Regions from separate parts of the Mus musculus genome. Here all the other regions are linked to region 1. The links are chromatin contacts, called in public ChIA-PET and Hi-C maps. All regions are on one chromosome and are shown on one strand. Each heading gives the region's core, a stretch centred on a gene start, on an enhancer-like site or on the middle of the called end of the contact. The rest is flanking DNA. Distances are from core to core; before and after follow the strand shown. Region 1 holds the start of Il1rl2 (interleukin 1 receptor-like 2). Region 2 overlaps Il18rap (interleukin 18 receptor accessory protein). Region 3 overlaps Il1r2 (interleukin 1 receptor, type II).

Region 1 (4,881 bases), core at 1,321-3,820:
GCCACACTGCCAGGCTTCCTTTTTCTAGAAGGGGAAATGATTTGCTAATAGGACTTTAGTTTGTAGTGGGAGCTCTTGGAGGCAGTGGGTTTCTTCAAGCCCAGGCTAAAGGACTCCTGGATGTGTGCACTCGTGGCTGTGACTGTAAAGAATCACACAGTAATCATTAACTTCTGAGGCTCTGTGGTGCTGGTTATCGTACCAGGCGGCACCCCATGTATTTGCCGCTCTACCCAACACATATCCAGATTTTAGGTTCTACCCCAATGTATGGTTTGTGGGTCTCTAAATTTCATGTTAGACAGAAGTTGAGAAAGTGCTGAGATTTATGTCATAACCATATAGGTCAAAACAGAAAGGCCAAAGGGAGTATCTTCCTCTGGTATCTGTGGAGAGGTTGCCTGACTGAGCAACCAAGGCGCACATGCACATAGCCAACACAGATGAACACACATAATTAAACATAGTCAAAGTAAAACTTAAAAAGTAGAAAGAGAGAGCTCTTGCCCCAGACATCTACCTGTTGGCCCTAGAATATGGAGACGGACAGAGCTTCCTCTCCAAATCAGAAATACCTTGTCAGAGCTGGTAATGACCTGGGGCCAGGGCCTTGGGGGGAGCTGTGACCTCAGATCCTGAGATCTCAACTCTTCTGACTGTATGGAGTTATTGGTTATCAGTCTCAAGGCCATTGTATGCATGGCCTATATATAGTATTCTCCAGAAACCCTGTGTTCCTCTCTTGCAACACTGTTTGATTAGCTTCCTGCTGACTTTGTCCCGTTGTCGGGTAGCTTCTTTGGACACCCCCATTTCTCCCCTGGAAGTTGTACATCAAATAATGCTGTACTTTTTAAATAAGCTTGCTTGGCTCAAGCCATAGCTTGTACAAGACCTCCAGATCCCAAACTTTTTTTTTAAATCTTCTCTCTCTTCTATCCTCTTTATCTTCTGATCTCCTGGTTCTCTCTCTCTCTCTCTCTCTCTCTCTCTCTCTCTCTCTCTCCCTCTCTCCCTCTCTCCCTCTCTCTCTCTCTCTCTCTCTCTCTCTCTCCCCTGTTACTGAAGAAGGGCTTGCTGGTCTAGGCCCTAACCCCCACTCTCTGTGTCTCAGGGGAACACAGCAGCCATGAGCTCAGTAGCACACACCGACTTGCCCTGCCTTTGTGTATTATTAGATCTACTCTTTCCCCATGCAACTCCCCCGCCCCCATGCCTTCACCCTGCCATTCCTCTTCAGCTCTATGTGCACCTGGTTTGAAAACCTGTGCTGTTCCCTTAGTGCTTTGCGCTTTAGGCTGTCTTTAGTGGTAAGGGTACCAATTCCGGGGTGAGGAGGAATTAGTGTGAGATTATATTTTTCCTGATTTAAACATTGTAATATCTTTTAATTTTGCCTATAATAATGGCAGCCATTGTATTGTCGTTCCCAGGCCCCATGTGATCTAGCCACACCTACTTCCATACTTCAGTTTACCCAGCTCTCCCCTCTGCTGTGTGGCAATCACTCTCCCTTCATTTCAGTTTTTTTTTTTGGAGTGTCCCAAACTCGGTCCTTCAGAGACTTTGTACTGACGGTTCATTCTGTAGGGATGTAAATGGCTGTTGCAGAAGATCAGACTTTGGTCCCCAGAACCCATATCAGGTAACTCACAAACACCTGTAATTCCAGCTCCAAGGGAGCCGACACCCTCTTCTGGACCCTATGGTCACCTGCAGTCACATGCACATAGCCAGTGCAGATGCACACACATAATTAAACATAGTAAAAATAAAACGTAAAAAGTAGAAAGAGAGAGCTCTTGCCCCAGACATCTACCTGTTGGGCTCCAGGCCACTGCTCAGGAGAAAGGCTGTGCCTTATCATATTCTTTCCACCTGTCTCCTAACTGTATTTCATATCTTATGTGCTTCCTAATAGTTGAATATCTCTTTTAAAAAAATGTTATTTACCAGAAAATCATGGTGGCAAGCTGTTGAAGGGCTCATGTCTCTAAGCTGTCTTCCCAACACTCAGTGTGCCATCGGACACATTCGGATGCCTTTAATATTTGGCAAGAACATGGGGCATCAGAATCCTTCTCTAGAGAATGGTGTCATGGAATAATCAGTCAGAGGTTTGCCAACGCAGACGAGGGCACACCTACCTAATGATCCAGGAGCTTCTCTCAGACGTGTAAGAGACATTGCCAGGATTGTCGCGGCAACATTATGTATAATAATTAGCAAAACGTAAAAAAAATGGGACAACCAAAATGGCTAAGGGAGAGAGACACGTCGGTTGCTCATGCTCACAGGATGGGGCAAGCCTTTATTGAGAAGGACCACACCTCAAATGTTTAAATCCCGCAAGTATAATGCTTTTATTAAAAAGTAAGTTATGTAAGTGCACAGTATAGTAAATTTTATACAGTGACTAGGAAATCTTATGTAAGAATATCTTACATTGCTTAAGGAATTTCCTGCTTCTCCCTCTCTGCTCTCCACCCCCACACACCACTCAGACACACACAAAGGGAGGGGGAGGGGAGAGAATAAGCACCAAGCTGAAGACTGGGAGTTTGGGTTTGGGCGGACAGAGACCGGAAGCTGGGAGATGATGGCTTCTGATGTTTGTTGCTTACGCGACACAGCTTGTTTGGAATTATGTGGCCCTTGACAACTGCGTGGCACACACTTCAAGATACAAAAGTGAGAAGAAGAGGGGGGTCACCAGAGGAGACTGAAGTCAGTAAGTTTCTACCAAAGCTGGGTTTCTTCTGGCCACTCCAAACAAAGCTGAAATTGTCCTTCAGACCTCTGTGAGTACAGTCTCAGTTCCTTCCGTAGTTCTCTGGGAGGTTCTGCGTGCACACACGTGATAGTTTTGTGTTTTTATTTTTAAAACTTCAATCAGTTTTGTCTTAATTTTATATATTACTGGGGTTTGGTGCGCACTAATTGAACCCAGCTTCTTTTCACCGGCTTCATCCACCCACCCCTGTAATCTCTCTTCTACATCTTAGCTTCCTGTTTGTTTAATTTCCGTATAGGTAGGACGTTTCTTCTGTTTCTCATTCCGCTTAACGTCGTGGTTTTTGTTTTTGTTTTCCCTGAAAACTCACTATCCCCATATCTGTTCTGTATCCAGAACTAATGATTGATTCCTCATGCATCAGCAGACTTACTCAACACAGAGATCATCCCAGAATTGTAAGGCAGAGTGCTTCTGCCAAGGGACAGTACTCGGACAGACACGTGTACATCTTAACTTTGTGAACCTGGGACAGCTAGTCAGACTGACGCTGTGGTTGTTTTCAAAGTCTTACAGTTTCTAATCCACAAAGACTCCGAGGGATGCCCACTAAGAAGCTGTTGGTCTGACAGCGTTTGCCGCCACTGCTCTTCTCAGTGCCTAGTGGGGTCTCCAGTGTCTCTGGCGCAGGAAGACAGGTCCGAGCAAGCATTACTTTATGGCAAGTTTAGACTGACTGTATCGGTGCTCAACCTGTCGGGAGTCTGCTTTACCTAAGATCTGGCACGAGGACGGGGCTGGGGTGGGGTTAATGCCTTTTCTCAGAAGCGCTTCCACCTCTGGAATAGTCCATTTTAGGACAGTGCTGGGTGTGTAAGAACCGCTCAGATAGTGTTTGGAAAGGATATAATAATTTTTAGCGATGATCTGGAGCATATTTAAGCCGACATTCCTGATAGATGAACGTGCTGGCCTGGGATCAGGAAAAAAAGACTGAACGATTTTCGAAGGACGGATTATTTCTGTCCTGCTCCACTTGGGGAAGGTGAGTCTGTTCCGCCCGCGGCGGAGAAGCGATGCCCAAGGTGCAGAGTGCGGTGACCAACCAGGATTCGGTCCCCAGAGTGGTTCCCGCTCTGCTCCACGAGACCCAGCGCTCTGAGACCCCATAGGCAGGTGGAGCAAGCCCGGGGCAGCCGGAGCGGAGGGAGTTAGCGATCAATAGTCACTGGGGCGGCTAGAAGACTCCGACCTGGAAAGTGGGCCGGGACTTGGGTCAAACTCTGGGATTCCTGCTCTCCCTTGCCCTTTCCAGGTGGGCCAGCACTTACCGCTCAGCCAGCGAGCACATAGGGTTACAGGGGAGCCCCTCCGACCCATGCGATCCCAGATGCACGCTGGGCGGGTCCACAGTCTGCTCTGGCTGGGGTTCAGTCTCCTGGCCCTGGCTTGATCCAAGTGCCAGCACATCTGGCCCTGTCTCCCAACTCCCCACCAGTCCCCTTCACAGGCCAGTCGGCGTTTACTGGCTTCTGAAGGTCTGGTGTAATGGAGATGGGGAAAGGCTGGCCTTGGAACGGAGGGAGGCCAAGTGGAGGGCTCCCCATGCAGAGGGGAAGGAAGGCCAGTGACCTGAACTGGGACTGACATTCTGGATTCTCTAAAATTGTGTGCGGGAAGGTACCAGCCTCACTGCATCCCTTACTTCTACCATTGTCCTCTCTTTTCCTTTGTAGCCTGAGATGGGGGTTACATCTTTGCTCTTCTGTGGGGTGTTTTTCCTGCTTCTGCTTTTCGTGGCAGCAGGTAAGTTCTGCGGGTCTGTGAGTCCTTGTATCCCAGAGACCTGTTGCCTTGCCAGCAGCATCCTTTGTCATTCATCTCCGTGCCCCTGACTCACCCACTTGCAGGGGCATCAACTAAGCCCCAACCTTGCTAGTCACTCTTTCCACCAGATAATCTGGCAGGCCGGTCAAAAAGGGAGCGGGGAGGGAGGGATAGGAAAAGTTCATTCCCAACTTCTTGGAGGCTCAACCCCCAAATGTCACCTTGGAACTTTGGACTAACAGGTGATACAGAGAAGTCCTCAAACACTCGAGTGGACTCAGTTCCAATGCTTAAACAGATGGGCTACTAGTGTCATCTAT
Region 2 (4,447 bases), core at 733-3,232, 220 kb after region 1:
AAGGAAAACTGTAGACCTTCAGAGCCAAGCCCTCCAATGTCTAGAAAAGTAAGTCTCTATCCTAGAGCAAAGGATCTGGGACCCATCATGGCCAGTCAGACATGTCAATTGGAGATGTGTCCTACCAATTTTCTGTATTAGAAACCCCTCCAGATAAGAATCCACAGCATGTTCTCTCTAGTTTTTCAAGGATTTCACTGGACTAATGTAATATTTTGAAAAGTATAGATAAACAGTAAAGGAAAGATTTTACTGAGGGAAACGCCATTCAGCAAGAGGTTCTAACATCAAGGAACACATTGGATTTCAAACGGATGCTGCATGAGACTCTACGTAGGAGAAGTGAGGCAGAGCCCAGATTCTCAAGCCACCCCACCTGTGGATTTTAGTCTGCTTTCCAGGAGTGGCGAGGTGACTCTGGCCTTCTGTGAGGGAGGCCCCATCTCCTAGGTATATGACAGAAAACCTCATTTCTCAAGGTCACCATAAGGGACAGATGAGGTAGAAGCCACATGTACCTCAGAATGTGTGGCAAGCAGAAAACTTCTGTGGACTGATTGTAGGCTCACAGCGGCATGACCCATCTGAACATGGTCCCTTAATGTGACCACTGAATGATGCAGACATAGAAAATGGGAACTAAGTAAATGCAGAAAGTCAGTTTTCTGGGTGGGTCAGAGATCTGGGTGCCAGGCTGGAGGTGGGACATACTAAAGTCACACAGTAATGATGATGTCACTACTGTGGCCAGCACCACTCTTCCTCCACTGAACTTTGCCCCTGACACTACCAAGTCAGGATGTTCATATCCTGACTCCTTAGAGTTTGTGTTGTGAGGAAGGAAGAGATTAAAGAGTCCATAGTCAGTGCTCAGCCAAGTACCTGGTAGCAAGCCTCAAGAGGAATTAGGTGTGGTGTGGTATGATGTGTGTGTGTGTGTGTGTGTGTGTGTGTGTGTGTGTGTGTAGGTGTGTAGGTGTGTAGGTGTATGTAGACATATGTGTACTTGCATTTGGAGGCTAGGGGTAAATCTCATCTTTCATTCCTCAAAGTTCACTAATCTTGTTTGGGGTTGGGGGTGGGGGGCAGAATTTCTTCCTGACTGAACTAGGCTGTCTGGCCACTGAGCCATACGGATCCACTTCTGTCTGCTTTCCCAATGCTGGCATTACACGTACACGCTACCACACCTGGCTTTTTACATGTGCTCCGGGGATTAAATTTAGGGCTTCATGCTTGGGAAGGAAACAGTCTACAGAGGGAGACTGTTCATAAATTATCAATATTCTTCATTCCCAAAGGGGGACTCTTACAGTGAAGTCCAGAGGAGGGCCACACGTAACTTGTGCTTTAGTGCAAAGCCTTAGCAGATTCCATCCATTGATGAAGAACAAGCCTCCTCTGTCTGTCTCTGATCTTTTACAGTCTTCTTACGAGAAATTCCTACTGGCTCTTCGTCAGCTTTCTGAGCACAGCTTCACGAATGGCAGTTGATCTTCCTGAGTGGGTGTGAATTTCCCCCTCCTTTTCTAGAATTCAATCCACTTTCAAGAATGAAGTCATTGAACGTACCATCTTCTTGAGAGAAGTTACCCAGAGAGATCTCAGCAGAAAGTTTGTTTGCTTTGCCCAGAACTCCATTGGGAACACAACACGGACCATACGGCTGAGGAAGAAGGAAGAGGGTAAGCCTAGAAGTTTGTTCCCAGAGATTGACAACTGTTCTTCTTGAAAGGGGAAGGGGCATTTTCCCAAAAAGAGCATCAGTGTTAGCTGTGAAAGCTTTCCAGACACTAAAGCACTTTGCCGTGGTAGTTCCTTTAAGGCCTTGACTATGACCATACAACTGACTTTGACCTGAGCTTTGTAACAACTAATTTGTGTGCAGAAGAACCCATTACTCAACTCACCCAGACTTTCTGTTCATGCTGTTGCCCATTCATATAGCCTTCCCACTTACTCATTCCCTAAAGCACTCAATTAACCTACTTATCCCTCTTGTACCTACAAGAATCCCCAGCCCCACCTACCCCCACCCACTGGGACAGCCCAGTGTGCAGACATCACTTTCTTTGCCATTTGCCCCTGCTGGCTTCCAGAGACCATGACAAGAACTCTGAGAAATGCCCATGAGGAACAGTTCCATCCTTAGCAAGATGTCCAGGGATGAGGTTGGGCCAATCATGGACTTGCTCAGTCGATGACTGGAACACAGTCCAGCAGAGTAAATGTCCTCTGGCCATAGTGTGACACTGTAAGTGTGCCATGACGGTAGCTTTCCTATGCAGATCCCTTATTTATAAGTTGAGTCATGGAGGGTGCAAGGTGCTGATGTGACTCCTAGTCTAGGAATGTTTAGACTTCCATGGGGATGAGCACCCGCAAATGTAATTTACAACAGGCAACAGGAAAGGTACAGATGAGCTCTATAGACATTTGTAGGAACAAAAATAGGTAAAATGACTCAGCATCGTAGGTCAGCTCATCAGGAATTTCCCATCAACCTGGCTCTCTAGAGTTAATTGTGGAAAATTCCATCCAGACTTGAGATGACAGAGATAGCAGCATGGCTTTCTATTACATAATAGGCTGTGTTGGTCTAGATGTGTTTGCTCAGATCTCTGTGTTTCCCTTAGTGGTGTTTGTATACATCCTTCTCGGCACGGCCTTGATGCTGGTGGGCGTTCTGGTGGCAGCTGCTTTCCTCTACTGGTACTGGATTGAAGTTGTCCTGCTCTGTCGAACCTACAAGAACAAAGATGAGACTCTGGGGGGTAAGAACACCCAGTGTGCCACTCCCTGTCTAAATGACAAGACACTGTTACTTAGTTATTCCCTATCTATTGGCTCTCTTTTCTTAGAACTGTCTTAGTTGTGATTTCACATGCCTCCTGCCAGCCAGAGCCCATGAGAAAAGTCAGAGGTAGCTAATGCCTGATAGGTAGTGTTTTATCTCGAAGGATTAGGTCCTTCCTCTTCTTCTTTTCCTCCTCCTCCTCTTCCTCTTTTTCTTCCTCTTCTTTTCCCCCTCTTCTTTTTCTTTTAATTTTTCTTCCTCCTCTTATCCTCCTTCTTCCTCCCCCTCCTTCTCTTCACCTTTCTCTTCTTCTTTTTCTTCTTTCTATTCTTCTTCTTCCTCTTCTAATTCTTCTTCCTCCTCCTCCTAGTCTTTCCTCCCCCTTTTCTTACTCTTCTTCTTTTTTCTTCTAATTTTCCTGCTCCTCTTCTTGTTCATCTTCTCCTCCTTCCTCTTCCTCCTCCTCCTCCTCTTCTTCTTCCTCCTCCTCCTTCCTCTCCTCCTTTTGCTCTGGCTTTACACCAGGAAAGACTGAAGAAACAATTCTAGCTCATTCTAGTTACCAGGAACCTTGTAGAAGATACTTTTGTGGGATTTATGGGACTTAGAAATATTCTCTTTGCTAACCAATCTGGGGTGATTCAGCAAGTGGCAGCTTTATATACCGCTCTCCTCATTCATAAAACAGGACTGTCGCAGCAGCAGGCAGAGGACAGTATGTGAGCTCACTGAGGCTAGACCTGGTTTGCCTTTAGACTGGTACCTAAGTATATAGAAACTCAGTATGGTCTGCGATGAATGTCACTTGAGGATGGGTCATATGCCCAGTCAGAGTATTGACTATTGCCATCTTCACAGTCCCCTTAGACAGAGAAAGATGAAGCCATAATCTTCGTATGAGACCACCCAAAGAGGCTGTGTCTTAACTTTGAATCTTTAAGTCTGGTTTTAGGAAACCCATCACCTGGGTTATTACCACATGAAAACAAGGCATGCCAGGTCAGGGATTTGTCCCAAACAAGTGTAAGTTGCACAAATTACAAGTCCTATTATTACCAATGACACTTCTGTTAATTCACCCACAAGACATGGTTGCAATACCCATCATGTTGTATGGGCTAGAATGCTGCTTTAAGCTTTGCTGGCTTCAGCAAGTCTCAGGTCAGTGTATTTGCAGTGTCAGTGACTGACTTTACTGCTTGGAGCAGAAGGTCTGCCTGCCGTGTAAGCACCTTCACTGGGAGGGTCCTCTGAGGCCAGTGGCTTTTGCAGGCTGAAATTACGGCACCAAGAAAAGAAAGTAAGAAGTGTTTCAGGTCTGAGTTCAGTTCCCCGCCCCCACAAACACACACAAACACACACACACACACACACACACACACACACACACACACACACACACACACACACCTGAACCAAGCTAAGAAAACTAGAGAAATACATGCATTTCATCTTATTTTAGATCGATTATTGATAACATCCTTTGAGTTCCATATAAGCCAACAGTGTTTTCAGAATTTTTGTTTGTTTAATTAGCCTTTTATATTTGTATGGAACAAATTCACTGAACCCCCCCCCCCCTAAGATTCTAGAGTTTAACAAAGCAGAGTCAGTTGATAGGGATCATTTAATTTTGTCTCATGTGATTTC
Region 3 (4,949 bases), core at 521-3,020, 210 kb before region 1:
CCTTGCAGAGCAAGTGTACAGAACCACGCACAGGTTTCTTCCTGGGGAGGAAGCCTCAGATCTACCCAGAGAGCCATTGGTTACCTCTGTTAGAGCCATGCCATTACTCCACCAGGAAGCTGCAGCTCACAAGGTCCACTTCTTTGGATGTATATATTGTTAGGCTTTAAAAATTTTTTTGGAAGTAATTTTTACACCTTTTTTACAATTGATTCTGATGGTCTCTCTCAGTTGGTGTGTTATTTATCATCGGTAGCTATTCATCTTAGGGTCTTAGCTAATAGAATTATATTTTTCTTATTTTATTTTGTTTCATTTTCATTTGTTTTGACTGCTGCAGTTAAATGCAGAGCCTCATCTAGGCAGAGCACATGACCAACCTGCCAGCTCCTTGTTTTTCTATTTTAAACATTCAATTTTATTAATCTCTTCCATCCCTTCATCCATTTTCCCTCACATTTCCAGCGCCACACACACACACACACACACACACATTTACCTCTGGCCTTTTCTCAGTTCTAAGGACAACATTTGGTGTGTTCAAGTCTTCCTCAAACACTTGATAGCATCATAGTCCTAGAATCATGGGCGGTCTGAAAAACAATCAAAGTATCTTTCCAAATTAGTTGTTTTCTCCAAGTTCCTGCTATATAGTTTTGTTCGTGTTTTTTTTTAATTAAAAAAAATTTTTTTTTTTAAGAGTCCAAACACAAAGTTCTCAGCAGTCTTCTGAAACTAGAAATCAGTTGGTAAAGCATTCTTAGGGGGAATCTCAGTGCCCTGGGCTCGGGAATGAAGCTTCTGCAGTGGTCCTTCATGAAAGGCACAGGGCACACAGCTTGTAGATAGCAGTCAGGCGTGATGGTTTTGTATCACAAGAAGTTAAAAACTCGCAGGAGGTAAGCCGCACTCTTCAAGGCAGGGCAGACTGGGTATGGCGGGGGCAGGAAGCTGTTCTTACGTTCATTTGGTTTTGTATTTCTGTCTTTCCAATCATTGCCTTTTTCCTTTTTCTTAACAAACAATTAGAAACGCATCCCACTGTGAGCAAATGTCTGTGGAACTCAAGGTCTTTAAGAATACTGAAGCATCTCTGCCTCATGTCTCCTACTTGCAAATCTCAGCTCTCTCCACCACCGGGTTACTAGTGTGCCCTGACCTGAAAGAATTCATCTCCAGCAACGCTGATGGAAAGATACAGTGGTATAAGGTAATGCTTTCAAAATGCATATGCCACAAAAATATCTCAATGGTTGTAGAACACATATGTAAAAATCTATTTGAAGACAATATATTTGTGTAGACACATAGATAATTATGTATTTAGAAATATAAGATTAATTAAAATGGCGATGATTAGATTAGTATTTTATGGTTTGGATAAGGGTCATGCAGGCAGAGTGTGAAATGATTTCAGAGTCAATAGCTGCTAAAGAGCTTTTTGAGTGTCACTTGCCTAAAAATAACTAGGAAAAACTGCTCAAAACAACCCTGTTAATTTTTTACAAAAATTTTATATCCATGTTTAAGATATCTTTTTTATTTTTAAAGCACAAGGCAACTTTTGGGTTGCAGGAATAAATACTGTTGCAGTTTCTCCTTTGTATCCTTAAGAAAAGTAGCAAATATTTTATGGCTTCTCTGTGAGGTCATTGCTTTTTTTAGGAGACATTGTTGTTTACAACGCAGGCTGCAAATTATAGCCTAGAGCTATCATCTGTCTCTGTAACTCATCAAGTATGGAGAGTTTTCAGGTTTTAAATGCTTGAAAAAAAATGAAAAGAATACTCAAGTGCATGTGACCATTGACTAAGGCTCACACTCCCATGTCCATAAGCACATTTGTATCGGGGTTTCCGTTTACGTATTTTCTTTGTCTGTTCCACTGTGTAGTAAGACAGAGACCGTGTGGTCTATGTGGGCAATAAACTATGTCCCATCTGGCTCTTATCTGTAAGGACTTGCCCACCCCTGATGCAGACTATAGAGAGATGCTGAGAAGGCTTGTATTCCTTTAGTCATTGATAAGAGTTCGTCCTTTAATCAATAGGTCAACCAGCTGATCGTCAGTATTAACATCAAGATGTGTACACACACACATGCACATATGTATGTGCACATATTTATATACACCGTAGCAATGCAATGCTGGAAACTTTAAAATGCCTTCCTGAAAGTAGTTTGTGCCTATGGATAAGCCTGGGGAACCACAGAGAGCCTTCTCTTGGTTTAGAAAGAGCAGGCAGAGGACACATACAGAACTCCCCTGCAGAGGATGAAACATAGATCTGGAAACAATGTGTCTGGGTTAGAAACCTTCCTTCTTTTAGTTTGTTGCATTTGCTTCCTGTCTTGTAGCTGTTGCTGCCGTGAGCAGGATGCCCGGCTTCCTGGAACTGTTTTGAAGGCTAGGGATGGAGTACTGTGCATGCAGCCCCTGCACCATGCTTAATCAATGGGGCTGGCATGGGATGTTAACAATAGCCGCGCCTCCCACAGTCCCCCTGAGCATTGCTAAGTACTTACTCTGCTCCCCCTGTTCTCACCTCAGGGGCAGGGGCTGCTCACTTCTCCCCTCTCCAGAGGACAGGGACAGAAGAAACTGACTCAAAGTCTACGTTTATAGAGCAACTGTCATAATGTGCCCTGCATTCATATTTGTCTACTCAGGCTAGGAGCTGTGAGATTTCCCCCCTTTAATTAAGTATATTTTGAAGAAGGGCCATGGCAGTCTCTGAAAGCCTTGATCTCTGATCACATTTTTTTTTCTTTTAAAGATTTATTTCTTTATTATATGTAAGTACACTGTAGCTGTCTTCAGACACACCAGAAGAGGGCATCTGATCTCATTACAGATGGTTGTGAGCCACCATGTGGTTGCTGGGATTTGAACTCAGGATCTCTGGAAGAACAGAGCCATCTGAGCCATCTCTCTGGCCTCTGACCACATTTTATCTCCTCCACTCCCTCTCTCCTTTCCACCTAATCCCTCCTTCCCAACCAACCCCTCCTTCCCACCCCTCCCTTCTCCCCACTCCTTCCTCCTCCTTCCCACCCCTCTCCCTTCCCCCCCAATCCCTCCTCCCCACCCTCTTTCCTTTCCACCCCTCCCTCCTTTCCTCTTTTCTTCCTTATCACCCCTTCCCCCACCGTTGACAGGGTTTCTCCATGTAGTTGAGTCTGGCCTCAAGCTCACAGTCCTCCTGTCTCAGCTTCTCAAGTGCTGAGATTACAGGTACAAAATACCATGCGCAGGGTTCTCGTGTACTGAGGCTATGGAACACTCAAGATGTTTTTACCTGGCCTACTCCTTCCATTTTCCCTGGAGGCCTTGCTCCCGAGGGCTCTGTTTTGTCAAGAACCTCTAGGACTCTATGTCTTTATGAGAAGATGGACCCCATCTCTCCTATTTTTCTATTTACAAAATTTCCTTTCCTGTAGTAAGTCCTAAATTGAAATAATTTTTAGATAAATTCCTCCAACATGGTCTCTTCCAGCCCTAGGTTTTCATGTCTTCCTGGCTGTTTAGTAGTGATTTTCTTTTCTTTTTTCTTTTTTTTAAAACAATTTTTCATTAGATATTTTCTTCATTTACAATTCAAATGCTATCCCAAACGTCCCTTATACCCTCCCTGACCCTTCTCCAACCCACCTACTCCCGATTCCTGGCCCTTATATTCCCCTAGTAGTGATTGTTCTTGATACTGCTCATAGTCAGAAGAAGGCAGTTAGATCTTAAGTATATTTGTACTTAAATGGTTTAAAATAACTTAATCTTTAAAAAAATGTATTCTTTTTTTTTTCTAAATGGAGCAGGGGGGCACACCCATGTCACCCTAGAAGCCAGGAGGCTTAGGCAGGAGAATCAAGAGTTTAAGTCTAGTGTGGGCTACATGACAAGATTCCACCCTAAGGGGGAAAAATTGGTCATTTCTCTAACAATACAGCTAAAAATGCGCCACAAAGACAAAATGGCCAAAGTAAGTATATGCCAGGGAATCTCTTGGGTTGTAGATTCCACATCGATTGACAACAACACTCAATGTTCAAGAGCGATGTTATTCTATAATGTAACTCTCAGATGCATCTCCCCTCTAGGGCGCCATACTCTTGGATAAAGGCAATAAGGAATTTCTGAGTGCAGGAGACCCCACACGCCTATTGATATCCAACACGTCCATGGACGATGCAGGCTATTACAGATGTGTTATGACATTTACCTACAATGGCCAGGAATACAACATCACTAGGAATATTGAACTCCGGGTCAAAGGTAAATACATACCACCGAGGTACCTGTCTTGCTTGGTTCTAGAAGCAGCTTGATAATAAATTCAGGATCACCTAAAAATCCTCGAATGTCTTTGGCATGAAGGAAAAAGAAAAACATGTTTATCAACTATTCTAGATGTTACTAAACCACGAACAAGATACTTTAAGACGTATAAGGCAGGGAGTTCTAAGAGAAGGAGAGTTAATTCTTGGTCAGGAAAGGGATGAAAGCAGGTATTTGAAGGTTGCAATGCTAAAACTCACCACTAGAGGGGGTACAAACTAAGGCGTCCTGGGAAATGGAAGGTTCATGAGCTCTGAGCTGGTACGGACACTCTTGTCAAGCCTTAAAATATACTTCGGAGGGACTGAGAGTTTACTGCAGTGGTTCTAAACCTGTGGCTCACGACCTGTTTGGGAGGTCACCTATCCTTCATGTCAGGTATTTCCTATATAATTCGTAACAGTAGTAATTTACAGTTATAAAGTAGCAACTAAATAACTTTATGGCTGACATAAAATGTCCACATGAGGACCTGTATTAAAGGGTCACAGCTTTAGGAAGGGTGAGAACCACCATTTTACTAGGTTTTTGACCAGAGCGCTGAGCAGAGTGCCAATTGTGGCTCTTTGTACAGGCTGACTACTACCTGCCTGAGAGTTTGACAACAGAAACC

What was found. A called contact is a pair of places that touch in the nucleus more often than the background predicts. ChIA-PET counts read pairs in DNA pulled down with a chosen protein or histone mark.
Region 2: a contact with region 1 is called in an RNA polymerase II ChIA-PET map of memory CD8 T cells, with 7 read pairs. The contact joins the enhancer-like site here to the promoter of Il1rl2 in region 1. A contact is called at or near these places in 2 of 39 promoter capture datasets (the 3T3-L1 cell line and the SN4741 cell line), 2 of 484 Hi-C or Micro-C datasets (3T3-L1-derived adipocytes and embryonic fibroblasts), 2 of 115 datasets of contacts at active chromatin or transcription factors (memory CD8 T cells and pancreatic cancer cells) and 3 of 9 other capture datasets (adipose tissue, liver and macrophages).
Region 3: a Hi-C map of uterus shows a contact between it and region 1, with 6 times the contacts expected there. The contact joins the enhancer-like site here to the promoter of Il1rl2 in region 1. A contact is called at or near these places in 5 of 39 promoter capture datasets (the 3T3-L1 cell line, cranial neural crest, hippocampal neurons and 2 more), 6 of 484 Hi-C or Micro-C datasets (bone marrow-derived macrophages, cochlea, embryonic fibroblasts and 2 more), 6 of 115 datasets of contacts at active chromatin or transcription factors (astrocytes, cardiomyocytes, craniofacial prominence and 3 more) and 5 of 9 other capture datasets (adipose tissue, embryonic stem cells, liver and 2 more).

What each region holds. Positions count from the first base shown.
Region 1 is chr1:40,322,019-40,326,899 of GRCm38.p6, forward strand. Il1rl2 (interleukin 1 receptor-like 2) reads left to right here and starts at 2,571. Exons shown (of 11, transcript NM_001356478.1): 1 at 2,571-2,731; 2 at 4,471-4,540. The coding sequence starts at 4,477.
Region 2 is chr1:40,540,354-40,544,800 of GRCm38.p6, forward strand. Il18rap (interleukin 18 receptor accessory protein) reads left to right here. Exons shown (of 13, transcript NM_010553.4): 10 at 1,534-1,685; 11 at 2,637-2,774. Among named protein-coding and RNA genes, the nearest start is that of Il18rap, 27 kb to the left of the region's middle. Within about 2 kb of position 1,983, at least 22 of the 459 cell types and tissues checked have an H3K27ac peak or open chromatin away from gene starts, as enhancers often do. A contact at or near this core is called in memory CD8 T cells and pancreatic cancer cells, where this site is marked.
Region 3 is chr1:40,110,926-40,115,874 of GRCm38.p6, forward strand. It overlaps Il1r2 (interleukin 1 receptor, type II), which reads left to right. Exons shown (of 9, transcript NM_010555.5): 4 at 1,030-1,210; 5 at 4,099-4,273. Among named protein-coding and RNA genes, the nearest start is that of Gm16894, 28 kb to the left of the region's middle. Within about 2 kb of position 1,771, at least 4 of the 459 cell types and tissues checked have an H3K27ac peak or open chromatin away from gene starts, as enhancers often do. A contact at or near this core is called in uterus, where this site is marked.